Regions from separate parts of the Sus scrofa genome. Here region 1 is linked to region 2. Evidence: chromatin contacts called from public Hi-C data. All regions are on one chromosome and are shown on one strand. Each heading gives the region's core, a stretch centred on a gene start, on an enhancer-like site or on the middle of the called end of the contact. The rest is flanking DNA. Distances are from core to core; before and after follow the strand shown. Region 1 holds the start of FOXA2 (hepatocyte nuclear factor 3-beta). Region 2 has its middle 78 kb from the start of FOXA2.

The links. Hi-C and Micro-C count contacts between places; a contact is called where the count stands out from the background.
Region 1: a contact with region 2 is called in a Hi-C map of liver, with 2.9 times the contacts expected there. The contact joins the promoter of FOXA2 here to the enhancer-like site in region 2. A contact is called at or near these places in 1 of 5 promoter capture datasets (liver) and 8 of 47 Hi-C or Micro-C datasets (alveolar macrophages, epiblast stem cells, fetal liver and 2 more).

What each region holds. Positions count from the first base shown.
Region 1 is chr17:30,000,022-30,004,597 of Sscrofa11.1, reverse strand. It overlaps FOXA2 (hepatocyte nuclear factor 3-beta), which reads left to right and starts at 2,894. Exons shown (of 3, transcript XM_005672754.3): 1 at 2,894-3,108; 2 at 4,121-4,190. The coding sequence starts at 4,122.
Region 2 is chr17:29,921,517-29,925,897 of Sscrofa11.1, reverse strand. No RefSeq gene overlaps it. Among named protein-coding and RNA genes, the nearest start is that of FOXA2, 78 kb to the left of the region's middle. Within about 2 kb of position 2,662, at least 24 of the 83 cell types and tissues checked have an H3K27ac peak or open chromatin away from gene starts, as enhancers often do. A contact at or near this core is called in fetal liver and liver, where this site is marked.

The DNA.
Region 1 (4,576 bases), core at 1,645-4,144, 78 kb before region 2:
CATAAACAGCTAGGCCTTTGGCTCTCAAAGAACTGTGGAAGCCAGCAGAAAAGCATCTGAAGTGGTCAGTGCCAGGAAGACTAATTATGATGATCTGATTTTTTAAGTGAAAAATCAGAAATAACAACCCCCGGAAAGTGAATTTTTTTTTTTTTTTTTTAGGGCTGCACCCATGACATATGGAGGTTCCCAGGCTAGGGGGTCTGTCTAATTGGAGCTACAGCTGCCAGCCTATGCAACAGCCACAGCAACGCCAGTTCTGAGCCACATCTGCAACCTACACCACAGCTCACGGCTATGCCAGATCCTTAACCCACTGAGCGAGGCCAGGTATCAAACCCGCAACCTCATGGTTCCCCTGTGCCACAATGGGAACTCCTGGAAAGTGAAATGTTGATTACAGCCTTTCGCATAATGATATGCCTTGTCTTTATTGGGACATGGGACCCACCCTGAAAATCTCACCCTGTGAATAATGGAGGTGTGGGCGTCTAATTTCTGCCAATCTAAAGATTATATGAAGGTAAAATGTGTATTTTCACAAGACTTTAAGTCATCTTTCTCTGTCTTCTCCATCTTAACCTCACAGGCAGACCTGCCTGGTGATACCCCTAAAACAAGGCCTGTGCTGTATATTTATTCTCAAAGGGGCTTCAGGGACTAGAGAATTGATCAGCCAGATGCACTCCCACCCTTTGGTATTTTATGGGTCATCACTTAGGGAAGTTGAGTTCTGTTTAGGGACGTCTGGCTTCTCCACCGGCCAGTTTCCTGTGACAGAGAGCCCCAGAGCTAGGAGTTTTGACCGAGATTGCAGGAGGAGCAGAGGAGGCCCAGACTTGGGCCCAAATCAATCCTCTGGGGCAGCATCCGGAATAAAACCAGTGTGCTAACCCCAAGCACAGTCACGGGCTATGAGGCAGCTTTATATAGGAAGCCTGCAGCACCCAAGGGAAAGACGGGGAAAGGGCGGGACACGGGCAAGGGGAAGCCCTGTGGGCCTCAGTCCCAGGTGGGGCTGCAAATAAGGGGGGATCAGGGGAAACATCTGTTTTCAGCCCAAGTTGCCCGCGAACTTTTTCCTGGAGAGAAGCTCCCGGAGCAGTTTACAGCATTCCAGCCTGAGGCTTTGGTGCCAGATGCTCTGAATCAACCTTTAGAAACCAGAGCTGCCGGGAAAGGAAGGAGCGGGAGTGTGCTGGGGAGGCGGCGCCTCCGAGGGCCTTCGCTCCGGGAAGGGCTGCCCACCAGGTTGGAGAGCGCGCACTCCCCGCAGCATCTGCCCGCCACGCTCGCCTTCCCTTTTCTGGGAGGGTCCCGGCAGCCGCCCCTGCTGCGCATCCCCGGGCAGCAGGGGACCGTCTGGGTTTGCGCAGAACTTCGGGGACTCGGAAGACACTCCAGTCCCCCGAGGGTCTTTTCTGGGAGACTCGCAGAGGCCGGCGGACAGTGCGGGCGCCCAGGTAGCGGGGTTAGGGGCGTGGAGGTCAAAGAGGGCTCCAGTCGGTCCCTAGGCCGCGCGGCCGACAGGGGGCGCCCTGTCACTGCGGAAACCGGTGGCCCAGGACCGGGCCGCACTCGATCCTTTCGCCCAATTTCTAGAACCACATTTCGACCAGGAGCAAAAAGAGGGCAGTGGACACCCACACGGACGCACAGACTAGGTTAACCAGAGCACTTTCGAGTTTTCAGTCCCACGCACACCAGAAAGCTGTCTCCCGTTTCGCGGGTTTGTCTGATTTGGTGTCTCTTCTCTACTGAACGGGAGAAGCGCTCCGTGGGGAGGCGGTACAATCGAGAGAGCGAGCGAGAGAGAGCGAGAGAGAGAGAGAGAGAGAGAGACCGAGAGAGAGAGAGAGAGAGAGAGAGAGAGAGAGGAGAGAGAGAGAGAGAGAGAGAGAGTGTTCCGTCCTGGGCTTGCGCAGAAAGATTTGGAAAAACAGGCAACTGTTTTTTGAGCGTCAGTGCACACCCTCTTCTCAGCTCTAGGCTGAGCGGTGAAGTTGTGTCCATCCGCGTTCAGGGATCTGATGAAAGATGCCAGGGGTCTGGTCGGCTCCCCGCACACACTTACGCTAAGTGTGCACACACCCGCGACACTTCCCGCTGCACCGGCAGACCTGGCCTCCTGGCAGCCCTCTGCATGGTGCATGGCTCTCTGGTCTCTCAGAGAGACGAAGATCTTGGCGGTCTGGGGAACCTGCCCTGGCCCTCTCTCAGAGGGTTCCTTAATGCCCTCTGTGAATTGGTCAAACCAGTTCAAAGTGTTGCAGGCCCGAGGGACCTGGAGCAGAGGGAAGTGGTGGGCGTCCCCCTGCATCTACCGCTCCGCCCTGCTGCCCTTGGGCCTGACCCCACTGGTCCTTCCGTCGTCGAATCTCTGCTAGGTACCTGCCATCTCGCTTTGTCTTTTGCCACCATTACCCACAACTCTGGACAGGTGGGTCAGATACCCACTACTTCCTTTTATCCGCCTCCCCCCCTTTGGGGTTGAGGGCGCAGAGCTGCATCCTCACTGCCCAGCTGGATTTTTTTAGAACCAAGAAAGCGCGTCCACCTCCAAACACCTGTAGCTACCCCCCCCCCATGTGGGCTCACTGAGGTCTTGGTAGCTGACCCAAGAGAGATAATAACTTGAACTCAGAAGCCGGATCGAAAATTAAAAGGACGAATATGGTTGTCAGGGTTTCTAATTCTTATTAAAATCTTCAGAAAAGCGGAGCAGACAGAGACTCCCGAACGCACTTCATGTGCTCCGTTATTGATTCCTTAATTCCCCCCTCTCGCTGCACGCCTCACTCCCACCTCCTGCCCTGTTTGTTTTAGTTACGAAATGCTGTGGGCACCTCGGTTGTAACTGAAAAGTAACCTTGAAACACGCTGTCCTGTCAGAGACAAATAGTCTCCCAACCGTCGTTCAGCTGGCGGAGCCGCGTGTGCCCTGCGCCCGGCGCCCGGACGGGGGGCCAGGGCTCCTCCCCGCCAGCCGCTCGGTCGGGCGCCGGAGGCCGGGCTCCGAGGAGGCAAAACGCCGAGGCGGCGGGACCCGGCGCCCCGCGCGTCTGTGACGGGAGGGGCCTCCCAGAAGCAGCGGCCGGCTAGTTAAAGGTGTGTACACAGTTTTTCTAAATACGACGGCGCTTTGCAAATTGGCTCTGTCACCGGCTAGTTGTTTTGACAGGGAATGTGCACTGAGAGCGAGAAACCCGGGACAAATAAATGCGGCTTTTATAAAGCTGGGCAGAGGGGAGACTGGGCTGGGAGGCCGGACGCACACTCGGACAGGCGCACCGGCCGCCTGGCGCTATGCGACAGGGCGGGGATCAGCGCCCCGGGCTGCTCCAGAGGCTGGCCTCCTCCCAGGTCCCTCCTACCACCAGGGCTCCCCGCGGGCGTGGGGGTAAAGGGGGCTCGCCCCGGGGCCAGGCAACCACCCGCCCCGCTCGCCCGGCCCGGCTCCGCGCGCGGGGCGCGGGGCAGCGGGGCGGGCACCACCGAGGGCAGGTGCGGGGCGCCGGCCGGGGCTCCCTCTCACCCAGGTGTGAGCTGATTATTCAAATGGGCTGCCCCGGGTCTGGGGATTGGAGGCCCGCGCCGGCGCGCCGCGCTATATCACCAGCCGCCCACGTCACTGCGGCACTTGTCCGCTCCGCGGTCCACACCTCCTCCTCCACCTCCCCCCTCCTCCTCCACCTCCACCTCCTCCTCCTCTTCCTCCTCCTCCTCCTCTCCACCCCCCACCCGCCCCCACGCCGCGCGCTTCCCGCCGCCTCCCGGCAGCTCGGCACTGCCAGCCTCGGCCTCCACCGGGCAGCCCGCGAGCGCGGCGGCGGCGGCGGGCGGCGGGCGCTCCCGGCAGCGGCGGGGCTCGGCTCCGGGCCTCCTCCTCCCCTCGGCCCCCTCCTCCCACGGCTCGCCCCTCCCGCCCACTTCCAACTACCGCCTCCGGCCGGCCGAGGGAAAGAGGGAGTGGAGCCGAGAGAGAGGGAGCTCTAGAGGGAGGGAGGGGACGGTGCCTTGGCTGACTTTTTTTTTTTTAAAAGGAGGGTGGGGTGGGGGGTGATTGCCGGTCGTTTGTTGTGGCTGTTAAATTTTAAACTGCCATGCACTCGGCTTCCAGTATGCTGGGAGCGGTGAAGATGGAAGGGCACGAGCCGTCCGACTGGAGCAGCTACTATGCCGAGCCCGAGGTAGGCACTCGCCTTTTCCGGGGGAAGCGGGGTGGCGGCGCCCGCGCTCGGCCCGAGCTCAGGACCGCTTCCCTGACCGGCACCCGCCCCCACCCCAGCCGCTCCGGGCAGCCGCCTTTTCCACCCTCCTTCGACTCAAATGGGGCTCTTTTTTATACGACACACTGTTAGCCTTGAGATAATATTAACTTTGTGATCAAATATTGACTTGCGGCGCCTCCAAATCCTCTTCGTGGCCGAGCCACGCACTATCCTAACAGAGTTGTGTTTGGCAGCGCGCGGCTGGGGAGGGGTGGGAGGTCGGCCGGCGAGGGGGTGGGGAGCTGGAGAGGAGAAGGTGGGCAGGAGCTGGGGGCTGAGGTAGAGGAAAAGAGTCAAAGACTTGG
Region 2 (4,381 bases), core at 1,413-3,912:
GGACTTGGATGTCTCATCCCTCCGCGGTTAAATGCCACCCACATTCTCCTCCGGAGCCGGACAGATTTGTGCTGCGTGACTTTTGGTCTGAGCTGCTTCTCGGCAGTAGAACCACACTGATTCCCTTTGAATTCCCTGCAGAGCTAAGTGCTCTGTTGGGCAGAGCAGGTGACCAAGAAACCTTGGAAACATTAGCAGTTCCCTTAGGAATAAAGCCCAGAGTTTGCATCGTTGCTCAGCAGAAATGAATCTGACTAGCATCCGTGAAGACATGGGTTCTATCCTTGGCCTTGCTCAGTGGGTTAAGGATCTGGCATTGCTGTGAGCTGTGGTGCAGGTCACAGACGCGGTTCAGATCCCGACTTGCTGTGGCTGTGGTGTCGCCCGGCAGCTGCCGCTTCTATTTGACCCCTAGCTTGGGAACCTCCATATGCTGCAGGTACAGCCCTGAAAACAAACAAACAAGCAAACAAACAAAAAATAAAGCCAGGCTGCAAGACGCAGAGCACAGGAGGCAAAAACAAGCAGAAAATCTGTCCCAAGACACAGACTGTGCACCGTCTCATCCTTTTGGGTTTCTAGTCATCTTAATCACCTGTTGTGACAGTTTCAAGATGACAAGCAAGCTGGTTCACTTTCACTTCCCCCATCTGTTCAAAAAAAAAAAAAAAGGCAATAAAATTTGTCATTATCCAGTATGCCCTAGATGTTATAAAGATCAACTGGATAAAAATCTTTAGAGGTATTTTGACTCTGCCAAGGGGAGATACACAAACACAAGTAGGACCACATTTTGAGGCCAGTATCTTTGCTGACAATGTCTTCATCCATGATCGACTGTCACCAGCAAAATTTTCAGGGGTTCCATCCCGAGACAATAAAGCTCTGCTTTTTAATGGCCCTAAATTAAAAAAAAAAAAAAAAACCTCTGTTCCTTTGTAAGCCAGGCTTCAAAGATGTACTTTTCTAGTCACTTGTTTTCAATTGTTCTTAGAGGACAATGGGACATTCGTGGTTTCGACCATGTTTCCAAGGGGCCTGGCAGGGATTGGACAGCGTGAGTCCAAAGGCCATTTTCAGCAGCTGGAGGCAAAAGCGTAGATTTGGGTGTTTGGATAGCAGGTCCCTGGTTGGGGGTGGGGCTTCAGAGTCAGATGGAAGGACAGGTGGCCAGGGCTCTTAACATGGTCTGTGTTTGCCCGAACTCCAGCCTGTTGATATACTTTTAAGGCTGTTAAGGTGGGATTTTCTCCCTCTTTCTCTCTCTCTTTTTTTAATGTCTTTTTAGGGCCCCACCTGTGGCATATGGAGGTTCCCAGGCTAGGGATCGAATCAGAGCTGTAGACACTGGCCTATGCCACAGCCACAGCAACACCAAATCCCAGCTGCCTCTGCCGCCTACATCACAGCTCACGACAAAGCGGGATCCTTAACCCACTGAGCGAGGCCAGGGATCAAACCTTTGTCCTCATGGTTGCTAGTCAGATTTTTTTCCGCTGAGCTGTGACAGGAACTCCGGATTTTCCCTTTTTTTTTTTTTTTTTTTAAAGAAAGGCAGTCGTCAGGGCACTTATATTTTAGTTGCTGAGATGGAAATATCGGAATAGACCCATGGGTGCATCGCTAAGCTAAGTTTTAGGGTTATAATGCCTCTTGCTGTTACACCAATAGTCCATCCCTGGCCTCTATTCAAACAAACAAAAACCATACTCAGTTTGGCCTTTTTGTTCCTGGCTGGGGAAAGATAACACAGGGGGCTGGGAGGACCCCCTGCTTCCCTAGTCACACCTGTCCCAGGCCTGCGAGTGGGGGTCCCCCAGACGACACGCAGGGACACGCAGGCCTGGCGGTGGGTGTCCGGGAACCAGGCCCCAGGAGTGATGGGGCTTTGGGCGGAGGGTGGGTGCAGGCCTGGCCCAGGCCTGTGGGCACCTCGAGGAGCTGGCCTCATTAGTACCTGGGCGGTGACTCAGCCAGCCGCTGGCAAACACGGACTATCAAAGCTGTCAGCTCTCCGGCCGGACAAAGAGAGGCGCATTAATGATTAACTCTGCTAAAAGCTCCGCTTTTGTATTCCCAGGGCGCTTGGCCTATCTGGCTGCCATGTGACCGGCCGGGCCATTTTCTCGCAGATCGGGGAAAGCTGGTGAGCAAACACAGGTGGTTCCAGTCGCCCGCTGTCAGGGACAACCGCGGCCAGCGCCAGCCACGCTGCCCTGTGAGCCGCTGTTTGCCTGCAGTTTTCCTTCCTGGCTCTTGCTTTCTAAGTCAAATGCCGCTTTGCACTCACTTTCAGCTATTTGCCAGGAGTGTGAAAAAGGTTGTGGGGGGCGAGGGGGAGGCCCAGTGCAAAAACGGGACAGGGCGTCACCCAGCCTCATATTCTCTGAACCTGCCATATGGTTTGGTGATCGAACGCATGGCCAGTAACTGATTAAAGCCTCACGGGTCTAACTCTTGGCAGAGCAAATCGGTCCTGGGCAGAGGGATTTATCGCATTGATCCTGACCAAGTAGCCGCTGCCACCATGATGTCATAAGGGTGCCAGCGTGGCCCCTGGCTGGGCGCCTGTGCTGCAGGGCCCAGAGTGACCCGGCTCCTGGGAATTGGCCGTGGCACCATCCCCACTGGACAGGTGTACCAGCTCAAGCGACCTTGCCTGGTCCTGCTTGAGTCCAGGTCCCTCTAGTGGTATTATTCGTTTAAATGCATTTCTTCCTTGGGCTACATCAGACAGACTTTCTTTTTCCTGTTCAAATATTTATAGGTGTGTATTTTTGCACGCTGCTTCAACTGTTCCCCGTCACACCGGCAGCCATAAAGCACAGATTATCAGCGCCAGGTGATAAAGGCTCTTTGAGTCAACATCAGAAATGAACAGAAAATGAAATAAAGTTATAAAAGGAGGACAGCATAAATGTCTACAAAGCGTATATCAGTTTGCAGATATTCAAGCAATTAGCTACAATAGGAAAGACATTTTATCCAAACTAACAGTACCGCTGAAATGATTACCACTGTTTGAGATTTAAATATAGCGCTCTGCCGGATTCCCCGTTAAAGGAAAAAAAAAAAAAAAAAAAAAACAAACAAAACCTGTGAGATCTTTCTACTTGAATGCGGTTCCGAGTTGGTGAATGCCAGCTCAAACACAGCTGCTGCTCCGGGTGTGGGGTGTGGAGTGTGGGGTGGGGTGTGGGGTGGAGTGCAGGGTGGGGGTCTGGGGTGGGGTGGGGGTGGGGTGGAGGGTGCGTTGGAGTGGGTTGTGGGGTGCTACTTTCCACAGAAGGATCCTGAGCAGCCTCCAGTCCCCAAGGGGACGGTCCAGGCTACGGCATCTGTTGGTGGTGTTTTCAGGGCCGGGGTGGGGAGGGGGGGCTTTCTTCCTCACATGGCCCCATTGTTCCTACACTTTGATTTTTTTCAGATGGAGACGATGTGATAACAGGTCCCCACTCAGGACAAGCACCCAGTGTGGATTTCAATGTCAGCAAACAATTTTAGGGAATGATTAATTTTTTTTCAGCTGATAAATAATTGGTTTTTCCTTGCACACAGCTGATATCATTGTGGCCTGAATTACCAAGGACACAGGAACCACAGTCCTTTACAAAAACCCTTCGGGAGCCAAACCAGAAATGAATGATTATGAGGAGTTCATTGTGAAAGTGGCAGATAGAAACATCTCATGGGGGCTACATGAAAAATTGGCTGTTGGTCTATCAATTCCCAAAGGCTTTTCCTCTCTTTATTTATTTATTTATTTATTTATTTATTTTTTTATTTTTTTAAGGGACGCACCCATGGCATATGGTGGTTCCCAGGCTAGGGGTCCAATAAGAGCTGAAGCCGCTGGCCTACACCACAACCACAGCAGCGTTGGATCCCAGCTGTGTCTGTGACCTACACCACAGCTTACAGCAACGCGGGATCCTTAACCCACCGAGCAAAGCCAGGGATTGAACCCACATCCTCGAGGATGCTAGTTGGATTTGTTAACCACTGAGCCATGATGGGAACTCCTCCTCTCTTTATTTAATGATCTAAAAAATATAATTGCATTCCTTAAATTCTTTACACAAAGTTACAGATAAAGTATTCTATAGCACCCACAGATCAAGTGCAAATAATAGTTCCGTGTGTACGGAAGTTTTCAAGGTAAGTATTTTTTGCAAAATTCAATATGTAAATATGGCATATTTCAAAATGCTAAAAAGAAGCAACATGCATAAGTACAGTGATAAAAAGATGATAATACCTTTAGAAGATGCTAACTCCATGCCTAACACCGTTCTAAGCCTTTGCCATGTGTTTGTTCTCCTGATCCTTAAAATAAACCCTAAGACAGGTGCTGTCATTATCCCCAATTTACAGAGAGGTT